Linked DNA regions of Rattus norvegicus: regions 1 and 2 are each linked to region 3. Evidence: chromatin contacts called from public Hi-C data. All regions are on one chromosome and are shown on one strand. Each heading gives the region's core, a stretch centred on a gene start, on an enhancer-like site or on the middle of the called end of the contact. The rest is flanking DNA. Distances are from core to core; before and after follow the strand shown. Region 1 has its middle 90 kb from the start of Galnt5. Region 2 has its middle 170 kb from the start of Galnt5. Region 3 has its middle 330 kb from the start of Galnt5.

What was found. A called contact is a pair of places that touch in the nucleus more often than the background predicts.
Region 1: a contact with region 3 is called in a Hi-C map of Schwann cells, with 5 times the contacts expected there. The contact joins two enhancer-like sites. A contact is called at or near these places in 2 of 12 Hi-C or Micro-C datasets (Schwann cells and frontal cortex).
Region 2: a Hi-C map of Schwann cells shows a contact between it and region 3, with 7 times the contacts expected there. The contact joins two enhancer-like sites.

What each region holds. Positions count from the first base shown.
Region 1 is chr3:62,890,935-62,894,918 of GRCr8, reverse strand. No RefSeq gene overlaps it. Among named protein-coding and RNA genes, the nearest start is that of Galnt5, 90 kb to the left of the region's middle. Within about 2 kb of position 1,993, at least 1 of the 93 cell types and tissues checked has an H3K27ac peak or open chromatin away from gene starts, as enhancers often do. A contact at or near this core is called in Schwann cells, where this site is marked.
Region 2 is chr3:62,810,258-62,814,352 of GRCr8, reverse strand. No RefSeq gene overlaps it. Among named protein-coding and RNA genes, the nearest start is that of Galnt5, 170 kb to the left of the region's middle. Within about 2 kb of position 1,827, at least 2 of the 93 cell types and tissues checked have an H3K27ac peak or open chromatin away from gene starts, as enhancers often do. A contact at or near this core is called in Schwann cells, where this site is marked.
Region 3 is chr3:62,654,902-62,658,769 of GRCr8, reverse strand. No RefSeq gene overlaps it. Among named protein-coding and RNA genes, the nearest start is that of Galnt5, 330 kb to the left of the region's middle. Within about 2 kb of position 2,174, at least 6 of the 93 cell types and tissues checked have an H3K27ac peak or open chromatin away from gene starts, as enhancers often do. A contact at or near this core is called in Schwann cells, where this site is marked.

The DNA.
Region 1 (3,984 bases), core at 744-3,243, 240 kb before region 3:
ATGCAATGACATCATTCAACAAAATTATGATTCACTCATTGATGAGCGAGTGAGCTCTCCCACATCCCTGTGCTTTAAGTGTTTATCGCCTTCTCTCGCCTTAAAGAAACCATCTCTTCCCTTCATGTCGGAGCTCAACTGTTTTCTAGTTGCCGTGAAGGGCTGAATGTGGGTAGAGGACAAAAATCGAAGAGTACTTCCTGGGAGAGTTTGCTGGCCTACACATAGTCAACCATAAATGTATTGTGTAGTTTACTCATACTCAAATGTGATAAGCTTCTACCTATAACATTGAACATACTAGTGACTTAGGACTGGGTGGTGAAGGAGACTTGGAAAAGAGCGCAGTGACTCATCAGCAAAGGGTTCCAGAACATATGCGTTTCTGGGTAGGTTTCGAAATTGGGTTGTGAGGTATGATAGATAGTTTAAGACTGGAAGTTAAAACAACAGGCGCAATTTTGCCTTTCTTTGTTTAACGGCCTTGCTCATTTGAATACACTGGCTTTTGTCCGTGGATTCATCAGCAGAGTCTTAAGCATAGATCCTTTGACTTTAGAGCTCATCTTCAAAATCAGAACCTCACGGGGTGTGAAATGCATGGCGTCTTCTTGGTGCATACAGCCCAGTGGTGCCTCCACGCCCAGCTCAGGAAACAGGAAGCGCTGGAACTGCGGCTCTCGAATTGTGGGTTGCGACCTCTTTGGGTATCTCTTATCAGATATCGTGCATGTCAGTTATTTGCATTATGATTCGTAACAGTAGTAAAAATCACAGTTATGAAGTAGCAACAAAACTAGTTTTAATTTGAGTGTCAGCAGCACAACATGAGGGAACGTGTTACGGGGTCGCAGCATTGAGAAGGTTGGAAACCGCTAACCTGGAGGGAAAAGGAAAGGCGTTTCAGTCGTTTTTCAGAGTCTTCTCTCCTATTCCAAGTTCTATCACCTTGAACCCCTTGATATATCTGTACCTCAGCCATCCCATCTCTAGAATGGGAACAACAATAAAGGAGTAATTCAGCTGTAATGTGTAAGACGACAGATATTATTCATCAGTGTTGAAAGGAAAGGGAGAACCCCGTGATTATTGGCCTCGTATTATCTTTCGGGTGTTGTTAAATATTTGTTCTTATGCCTCATATCTTAACACCTAAATATTTTAAAATCCGATTTGCTCCTCCAGTTTCTACTGGGAGAATATAATTTTCCCCTTAGAAATAATTTCTTAACTCTTAACTTTGTTTATTTTGTGCAAAAATACCCTACCGCTTCTTCTAGCACAAGTAATGGACTGCATTTCTAATAGAAAGTTTATCAATAGGCAAGGTTTCATTTATAAAAGACAAAATTTTCTGTTTTTTAAAAGCTAAATGCTATTTTTATTTCACGCCTGACGAAAGCTTTCTCTGTCTCATATGGTTATTGTGGGCTGGGCTTTGAAATCTGGAGTCAGATTTGTATAAACCATATTAAAGATGTATTCAATCTTAAATTGTATTAAGTCATTTAGCCATCTGTTTTAGAGAGAGATACCAAGTGCTTAAAATTAAACATGACAAATATTTCATGAAAAGTTAAGTGTGAAAAAGAATGGTATTTAAAATCTCAGGCTTTCGTTGACGAACTTTTTCTTTTAGCCACGAGATGGCGCCTTTGCATTCTGAATCTCCATCAAGAAACTCAAACTTTAAAATGGTCGACAAAAGACTTTATTCTGTATCATTTCCCTCAAACACTCTCCACTATACCTTTTGGGTTAGAAAGAACAAAGTTGACGTGTATGTAAAAATGGATTTCCTTTGAATCCCAAAGACAATTTATGTGTGTTTTGAAGCTGGGTGGCTTGCTCTGTTATTTCTGTGCGTCACTGAGAAAAGTCCCTTCGAATAGTCAACATCTGTATGCCATTACACAATTCTCAAGACAGACAAGACTCCTAAACTAGAGCTTGTGAAATACTAGTCACAATGGAGTATTCTCTCGACCCAAAACCAAACGTTGAAAAGAAAGTCTTCCGGAAACAGGGGCACTGCACATGCATCTCCGGGCTGCTTCTTCTGGCCCTAAGAGGCACCACATTTAATCTTTTGCTGTTTATCGAAAAATAAAAAGACTGTATGGCCCATGCAGGCTGAGTTTTCATGAGATTAATTGATCTCTTGATCATCTAGCTGTCCCATCAACAAAATTCTGCTTTGGTCAAAGGTTGCATCAGTGAAAAGGCTGGCTAACTTTTATTTTAATTTAAGTCTTTCTTAGACTGTATTGCTTCTAAAGAGGTTTGTGAAGATCAAATACCTTAAGATTTACTCTACTGTGGCTTTCAAGTTAAGCTACTGTAGAACCTTATGTTTGAAAAATAATCAGCCAGCACCTGTCAGTGGGGTTTTTGAAGGTTTTCTAATGCAATGTTTTGGTTTTGTATGTTTGAGCTTTCGAAAAACTACTTAACATTGAAAACAAAACAAAACAAAAAAATAAAAAATAAATAAATAAACAAAATAAAAAATTAATTAAAGTCCAAAGTTTTTTTGCAAAGAGGACTGTGCGTCCCTCTGACATACATACATACATACAGTTCAAGCACGCCTCAGGTAGGAGCTCCTTGGTTCACTTGACCAGCCTCTCAGCCAAGGCTATGCACCAGAAGACATGTTGTTGTGTGAAGGTAGACTTCACTTATATTCAAATGGACTTATATTATATTCATACGATCTCATGGTTTAAATTTTTAAAAAAGAATATTTTTTTTACTAAATTTATAATCTCACGCAAATCTAAATTTCATTCAGGTCTCTGTGTATTCCGGGGAGCAGGATGATGTATGGTAAAGCCAAAGGTCAAAGAGGCAAAGGTAGGGTCATGGCATTTGCATGGAGGCAGCCAGTTGTCACCTCCTGGAAGGGCTCCCCTTCTATAAGTAGCTCCTAGTCTAAAACAGCTACTTAGCACCTCCCAAGGTCTCCAGAACAATTTTGCTTGACCTTTTGTTAAAGACTGCATCCACTAAGCAACTGACTTCCCTGTTCCCAAGGGTGGAAGGTTGAGACAGGTTTTACTGCGCTGTATATTAAAATTGGATCAACTCACATGGGTCCCAGGGAGCACGTGGAACCTTTGGTTATCTAAAAATAGAGAACACAGCTACAATTCTTTAATTCAAGGACTGAATTACCTGGGCATAGTTATACCCACTTGAGTTACTTCCTGAAGAGGTGTTTTAACTCTCAGGGACCTCCTGTAGCTGCTAAAGTTAGGACTGAAAAATGTCTACCACCACAGTGTTTGGGGGGATGTTAGTCAAAGGAACACTGAGGTGGTCCACGTCGATGCTATCTTAGGTTAGCAATGCTAGAGCGTCAGCTCCTCGGGGTAAACCTATCTGTGATAGGGCTGGTTTCATGACAAATTCCTTGGAAGGACAAAGGGTGCCTTTATTATTATTATTATCTGGTGCCTGTTACTAAGCTCAGAATGGTTCAACTGACTTTGACCATTGACTATGCTCATTGCCCTCTTAAGAAGACTCTACCATGATGTGAAATGTAGTTTGAGAATGTCGTACTATTTATGAGAAAATACACTGCTCTCTTCTCCTCAGGATCATCTGCAGGTTTTGGTCTGAAAGGGAAAGAGTGGTTCTGAGGACTGTACACTGTCAGTCACACACCCCCCACCCCCACTCCCACATCTAAGCTCTACGAAGCTCTTTTGAGCTCAGAAAGCTCTTGATCTAGTTGAATTCCTAAAGTTTTATGAAGATGAATCTGCATCATACTATATAATTGTCATTTATTTCTCTTTCCCTGTATCTAAAAACAGCCTGCTTCGCGGTTTCTACATTGGCTCCTCATGTGTTGAATTGAGGAGGGGAAGCATTTGGAGCAGTGGTTCTCTACCTGCCCAAAGCTGTGACCCTTTAACACAGTTATGGTGACCCCCAACCATAAAAACCATTCGCTTACTACTTCATTACTGCTAC
Region 2 (4,095 bases), core at 578-3,077, 160 kb before region 3:
TCTGCATTTGCAAGCTTTCTCTAGACTTTCTGGAGAAGGATTGTGATGGGAAAATCTTAGCACTAAGATTTATGTGCTGTGTGGAGCTTATCCAAAATAGAAAAGCTAGTGTGAAGGATCCTGGAATGGTCAGTGACCTGTCTGTGTACGCATGTGTGCGTGTGAATGTGTGTGTGTGTGTGTGTGTGTGTGTGTTTGTGTGTATGGGTGCATGTGTGCATGTGAATGTATGTGAATGTGTGTGTGTGTATGTGTGTGTGTGTGTGTGTGTCTCACTTAATTTCCCGTTCTACTGTAAATCAAGAAACTGAGAGGATGATTATTCCAGAAGCTATGGCCACCAAGGGAAGGGAGAGTGAATACAAATAGACACATATTAACAACAATCTGAGAAACTCCAAGACATATATTCATATGGTGGTCAAAGTCATCATTTTTGACAACTTTTGGTTTTTATGGAAATTTTCAAATCATGCTTTTTTGCACTTACATAGGCAAAATTGTCACAACCATTTTAATGGTATATAGGTTTATTTGACAAATTTCGAAATTCAATATGAAGTGAAGTTTGTCCAATGACAGTGGTAACAGAAGTAAGCCCACAGTGACAGAGCTGTTCGGTGGCTAACTACAAAGTTTTTAATCTAGATTGCTTGGGTTTGCATTATCACTCCAGCACTCACTAGCTGTGTGACGCTGAGAAAGCTATTTTATCTGTCTCGTGTTTCTGCAAAATGGTGGCAGCAGAGGCATGGCGGCGGTGGTGGTGGTGGTGGTGCTGCGGAGGAGGAGGAGGAGGAGGAGGAGGAGGAGGAGGAGGAGGAGGAGGAGGAGGAGGAGGAGGGGGGGAGATGGAGATAAAGGGCGAGGAAGAGTGTGATAAAGAGGGAGATGAGGAGAGGGAGGAGCAGATTTCTGCTTTATAAGCATCTTAGAAGAGGAAGTGACTCACTCAATGTTTACCTGGTAACCAGTACTTAGTCCTCACAGATGCTAGGCAAGATCTGTTAAGCAATTAAAATTACGTTGACATTAGTCTTTGTTTCTGGGTGCTAGATACCTCCAAATGTTTTACAGAGACCTCAGAATTAAACCTTCTTAGCCGTTTATGGAAATTAAATTACCTAAAGTGATTTAAAACCAAATGCTTTGCCTGAAAAATCCTCAGTTCCTATAACAATGAATGTAGCTAAAGCTTCCGGTTTTGTTTGCAGGCAGAGTTCTGGGCTCCTTTCTCTAGATTATTTTATGGCTAAAGTGAGGAATCAGAAATCGAAGAAAGTGCAAGACGGCAAGCAGAGAACAAAATCGTTTTCGCTCATCTCTCTTCATTTGCCTATTAGTCATTTGGGCCTCAGTATTCTCCTACAAGTTTTAATATGGCTGTGTATATAATAACATACGTGCTCACATTCAAGTAGTTGGAAAGCAGGACTGTAATCCCATTTGGTTTTGTAGGTTTCATGTTCTTACCTTTAATCTCTGCACGGAGTTGTTTGACAAATTTAGAACTTCAGTGTAAAACTGGCAATGTGGTTGTCAGTCTTTGCTGACAACAGCCAATGGTAGCTAGTCCTCCGAGAGGCCATCTTGTCTGAGGCTCGGGCTTCACTAGGCGTTATTTCCTAGGCCCGTAACTAATCTGAGATGCAACCCCTTGAAAATTCATCTGGGAGAAGATCCTCTGGACTTTACTCAAAGAAGAATGGCATATTTCCACGGTCCCAGCATTAGTCATATGTTCGTTCCCTTCTTTATAGTGGGTGGACAACTTTGTTTGCATCTCTCTGAACTTCAAAAAGACCTTTGTTTTGAGGAACTGTAACAGGGAGTCCATGGACTGTGGGAGCATTTATTTACGTTACTACAGCATAATAGGAGTCACTTTGGTTCTTGAATGTGTTCCCGTGACTCATGGGTATTTTTCCCGATGTGTTTGACCTCTGATCCTTTCCATATTCTCTCATCTCCGTTAACTTAGCTTCAAAACCACAGCTGCGTCTGTTGACCAGGAAGGAAGAATGAAAGTCACTGTTTCCATCTAGTCTTCAAAGGAGGCAAAAATAGTTCTCCGTTGCCTACATATAACCACATATTAATGACTTTTTGGAAATGAAAGTTGTCGTTTCTTTTTCTGAAAAATATTTTGACAGGATAGAAAATTGGAAAGTTAGAAACATCACCAAGATCAGCTGAGCTGTGGGTTGAGTGGTAACACTAAGCATTATCAGAGACACCACACACAAATCATAATAAATGTCCGATACGCATTAAACACGCTTAATCATTTTAAGAAACAAATGTAATTATCAGGATACAAAATATTAAATGTCCAAGTCAACAAAAATCTGTGGTGTTAACAAAAGAGGACATTGATTTATGAAAGTTCCTCATGTTCCAGACCTCCAGAGGGTGCTGTTGCATTTACACAGAAATATGTTTAGTTATATACGCGTCACCCTGAAATTTTAAAAAATGGGGATTTTGAGCACGTATAATTTGTTTCTAACACGAAATGAAGAAGAAAATCAATAACCATGACAATAATATGAGTTCTAACCTATTAACTGGAGGCTTATCTCATTTAACAAACCTTTATTATAACCTGAAGATCAGCTACCCTAATGGACGAATGGCAAAACCAGGAACTCTGCAGCTTCTTTACGTAGTAATTTTCACTTGAACTTTGCATTCGTTATAACCACTAAATTGACTGTAGGTTCAGGTATTCAGAGGTTTTAAATCCTTTAAATGATCTTTTATTATTATTATTATTATTATTATTATTATTATTATTGAACATCAAGAAAGAAAAACCAGAGCATGAAATTACGTTCTAAAGAAAAACTCCAGATTTTGAAAACACAAGCAAGATTTCTGCATAGGTAAAACAACTTTTGCATCTAGTATTTCATGCCTCTTTAGTCTCGGTGTTATTAGCTCTGATAATGTACTGCCCCAGAGGCGATGGTGAAGAGACAGTTAACTGATTCTTTGCATACTCTCCAAGTTGTGTAATATCGCTGGGAGAGACGTTAAAAGATCTTTAGAACATGCGAGAGGCCTGGAAACTCATCCCCCGAGCCTGAGTGTGTACAGTGGTTTGATATAATATGACTTTTAAGAGAAGAAATGATTTAAAAAAAACTCACATTATTTTTTTTAATGAAATCACCAGCAGATTTGTTTTATTCTGGGCTTTGACAGCTACTACGAATTCTTGTCAGAGTTCCAGAATTGTTTGAATCATAATGGTATTTTTAGGATCATTAGTTGCTATTAGAGTTTCATACGGAAATGCCCCAGGAATAGGATAAAGAAGGAAAAATAGGGTGTTGCTTCATAATGTTAATTTTCTTATCTGCACCTTCTCTAACTTAATGTCATCCAGTGTTATTTTATAGAAATTGTGAATGATTTGTCTCCGAGTCCACAAAAAAAAATGGACTAACACAAACACTCAGCTCTTGGTAGCATTAATGAATCGCATTATGTAACAGAGGCAGTAAAACAGAAGTGAATCTAAAAAGCGTACCCAGATTTGTAGCATTTCTTGCTTTGACAAGGGGGGGGGGAAGCAAGGACCTAGTGAGAAATGTGTTGAATACTTGACGAGCCATTACTTAAACTGAAATGGTATAAGTTCCAGGTCAGGAAGTTAGGCAACATGTTCGCTCAAATGTGAGAATCCTGCTAGAGAACTTGTAGACTTCATGTACCTCACAGCACAACGACATATGCCACTCCTTCACATCTCTCTTAGAAGCACAAGCTAGCATAGAAGCCATATCTCGCCCTTTTCTTGGAGGAAGAAGGGTATTAATATCCTCTGTGGCTGTAGGAGAGCAAAATAACCGGGACAGAAATGAATCACAAGCATTGGTGATTGCGAGGTAACAGGCACTTACCTGTGTTTGTGGGTAAGTATGGGCCCAGACAGACCTATCAAGTCTTTAGTTTGAGTTATTCTGGAAGGCATTAGGGAAGGGAGAGTTCCACTTAACACAGGTAAACACAATTTTTCTTCAGGACTTAGTGACATAAAATGGTACCACTCACACCTCTATGTCATTCAGTAAATGGGGTCTTGAGATA
Region 3 (3,868 bases), core at 925-3,424:
TTACCTGGAATGCTGTTTGTGTTTGGTGGCAGACCTATACAATTGCTTTTGCCACCTATGCGCCCCTCAAATACTGCCACTGGGAGATTAGTTTCCCTGCCTTCAGGTATGAATCCTGCAGAGGCTGAGAGATGCAAAGTGGAGAGGAGCCCCTGGGTGTGGGAGCGATAAATGTCACTGTGATCATGATGGAGCAAGGACATTAATGGATGGCTTTATTTGTCACTGTGACGCACAGCAGTATTTACTGCAGCAGGAACCGAGGACACCAAACAGCTTTAGTCTGATAGGACCTGATACCATGTAAAATACTCTTCCCGTAAGAGTATGCTGCAGTGCATAATCACTAATCAAGAATGAATAGAAAGATGCACGTTCAGTTTCAATTTCAAAGCTTAAGACTCTACATGCTAGTACAAGGCTACTTTGCTGGGCTAAAGTTCCATTCCCTATAGTTTGGGGTACTTTTGGAAATAACTTACGTGGTCTCAAAAATCAGGAGAGTCATGAAAGCATACAAAACTTAGAACTATGACAGGCTTCAATTCACCTGCACCTTCATCATCCCCCCCGTGAGACAGACATGAGCTCTCTGCCTCCAGTCTCATTGTCTGTCTACAAGATCTGCCAGCCATCACAGGACCCTTACCTACCTCACCCTCACCGGGTTTCTGCAAAGGTAAATTAAGTGACTGATATGAACACAGTGTGTAAGCTTTTCTCAGTCAGAGCTTAGGCTAGCTTAAGGCAGTCCAAATTGGTTAGAAAGAACCTCAAAGTGGTTTCTTGGAAATTTTATTTAAAACTATTCTTGTCTACTGTAGTGAATCAAACCTTTGGGTTTTGCTTGGTTTTTTGTCTTTTGCTTTTATTCATTTTGTTTTTTTTTTCTTGCACATAAATCAAGAAAATTTGAGTTAAGCATTGCTTCAATTCTTTTAAAAAATCCTGGTTTGAAAATGATGCTAACATAGTGATGTGGACTTTCTAAGTCGCAGGAATGAAAAGAGAGTGAAAAAAAGCTGGAAAAAAAAAACCTCAAGAACGGGATTACTTAGTTTTACTCACTAACAGAGAGGTGTTGTCTTACCTGACATTTTATTTAGTGAGTAATAAACAAAGAAACAACAACAACAACAAAACAGGTCTCAATGTTCTCCCTCTTTTTGTGAAGTAAATGTTCTCAAAAACTATTAAAGAAAGACAATGAACTTGCTTTGCCCTGGTCCCTAAAAGGACTGTGATCAATAAAAGACAGGTATCTTCCCTCAAAAACATTAAGCCTGTAAAATAGCGAAGGGCACATGTTTAGGGTTAGCAGGGATGATGATTTAACATTCTGGAGAGAGAATAACACCTCATTCTAAACTGGCTCATGACATCTGCATTTGTGTCGGGCATCTACATAACTAAAGTTTTAATTAAAAAACCTCCCATAATAGACCTTTGGTAAGAGCCATACTCTAACTTACAAGAGAAAGATTAGAAATGGTGACAAGGCTAAAATTAGTCTTATTGATAGAGTGGTGAGTGTGCCTTCACTGTGAATAAAAGTAATTAGGTTAACTTTGTGTATTGTCTTGTCAGCTTCCTCCCTTTGTTGATGTAATCAAGCCCCCTTCCCTTCGCTGCCCTAAATCACTGCCGAGTCCTTAGAACCAGAAAGCACAAAGTGCTTGCTGGCTGAAGGGCTCCATTGAGTGACTTCAGCTCTGGCTGCTGACAGAATGCCTGCATATGAAGCACTGGGGGATTGGGGGCGAGGGAGCGGTGAAAAGAATTAGCTCTTGTCTTATTTGGTCACAATCTGAGTCCTACATGATTCTGATTTTATTGGAGAAGACTTGAAGCTGTCAAGGATAAATTAAGGAGTAAATAATCCCCCTGTCGCTGAAAAGGGATCACAGAAAGACTGGGTCTGGACGTTTCTTTGTTAGCACGTCCCCGTCAGCTCTTTACTGTTGAGATTGTTGTCATGTTTTTTTTTTTTTAGACGCAAAAAAGTAATCTCCTTCCTCCTGTATGCCCTGTTTTGGGTTAGTTTGTGTCATTCTTCTTGCTGGGGAAATTTCCTGTGTCCTGAAGAAATGCTTTCACCTGCCAGTGAGGTAAACACAGTGTGCCCTGTTTTACCAAAAGGGGGCAATGTTGCTGTGCGGAACCTCCTCGCTCTGTTCCAACTGGGTCCCCAGAACGGTAAATAATCGCCTCTGTCTGTTCCCTTTCACCGCATAACAAGTTTGCACATGTCTCTGCGCTTTGTAGTTAATCTGGACTTTGTAACTATCTGTCCTACCTATTAACGCCATCCACTCCCAAATTGTTTAAAGGGTAATGCCTTTCACTCCATGCGTGACTGGCACACGCGGGCAAAAAGCTGTCTCCGTAATTCTGTTCTTTTTCTCCTTGCCACTGATCGACAAGAGGAAAAACAGCCTGCTTTATGAAATGTTGAGAGGCGTGTCTACCGTGCCCCTATGCCCAAACATTCGGTCAATAAAGTGTCTATTCACGCTCTCCACGGGTAACCAAACCAAATGGAAAAGCCAACGTCGGAAAAGGATTTGTTTTCAGGGAACTTACTTTAAAATTAGTCCTCGTTCTATTAGCTAAGGCATGAGTGGAAAAATACCAGGATGAGGCTGATAACTGGGTAACCGGCGGTTGGTTTCTTTTGTGGAGACTCGGGATGGTTTTGTTCAACCCACTATAAATTCAGGCCTTTATGAAAAACTTGCTTTCTTCAGAAAAATGCTAAATTAGTGTTTTTCCTTTTCTTTAAGAGAGATGGTGCGTTTTACCCTTATCATGCTTAATGCCTTAGCGTCGTATTTATTTTGTCGCTCTTTTAAAGAACTGTGACCCGATTGTTTCTTGGAAAGTACAATTTAGATCTTCAATGGAAGGTTTGTTTGAGGAGTAGAATTCCTGGGATGTTTTTGTGAAAGAAGAGACTCTGGAGAGGGCTTTTGCTCTGAGGAGCCCTTGGCAAGTCTCGGTGCTGCTTTGCCACTAGAGCAACCTGCTTCCACCTCGCAGCTCATTTCCCTAGCGTACATGTTTACCCTTACGTACAGCTCTAATCTTGCTTTTGTTTTTATTAGTACTGATTCATGTTTAAAGTTTATTAAGGAGAAAAGGCTGTAGGCATTTTTCTTGAGCATTAAACAACGCTGATTTCATTTTCCACAAAGCTGTAACTAGTCATTTTATCAGAACCAGCAATCTAAAAAAAATAAATGCAAAACTGGTCATCATTAAAACTAAAAATACATTAGACGAAAAAAGAACTAGGTTTAGAGTGATAAATTCTTGAAGGAAGTAGAGAGCTTAGACGAGCCTAATGGTGTTTTTCAGTTTCTAAAGTGTCTCGTGTTCTCATATTTAACTGGGTTTCAAAGATTTAAGTAGAATCTATCATCCTTGGGACATCAATAAAACCCAAAGCAAGCCATGGCTGCTGTAGGCGCTTCCAGGAAATCCTTATTTAACATTGACTTCGTTTACAGTGGCTCTGCGTTTTCATTTCCTCTGAGTTAAAGCCTGCCGTCTCATTTCTGCCTCCTTCCCCTACAACTCTCAGTATATGTACATGAGACAGTCTACATTATTAAAAGAATAATAACCCTCTTGCAGGTTTCTGAACCCAAGATTGTATTTTCTTTCTCAAATATTCATTAAAAAATAGAGATTGTATTTTATTGAAAGTGCTCTTTAATGAATAGTATTCCTGTTTGCGTACACGAAGGAGCTTCCCGGGCCATTCCCTGACAGTAATTGTGGTCTGAATTGAGAACCTACAGGAACGGAGTGCAGTTAATGGCCACCCTGTGGATTGAGCACTCCATTTATGTCATATCTGCCTACA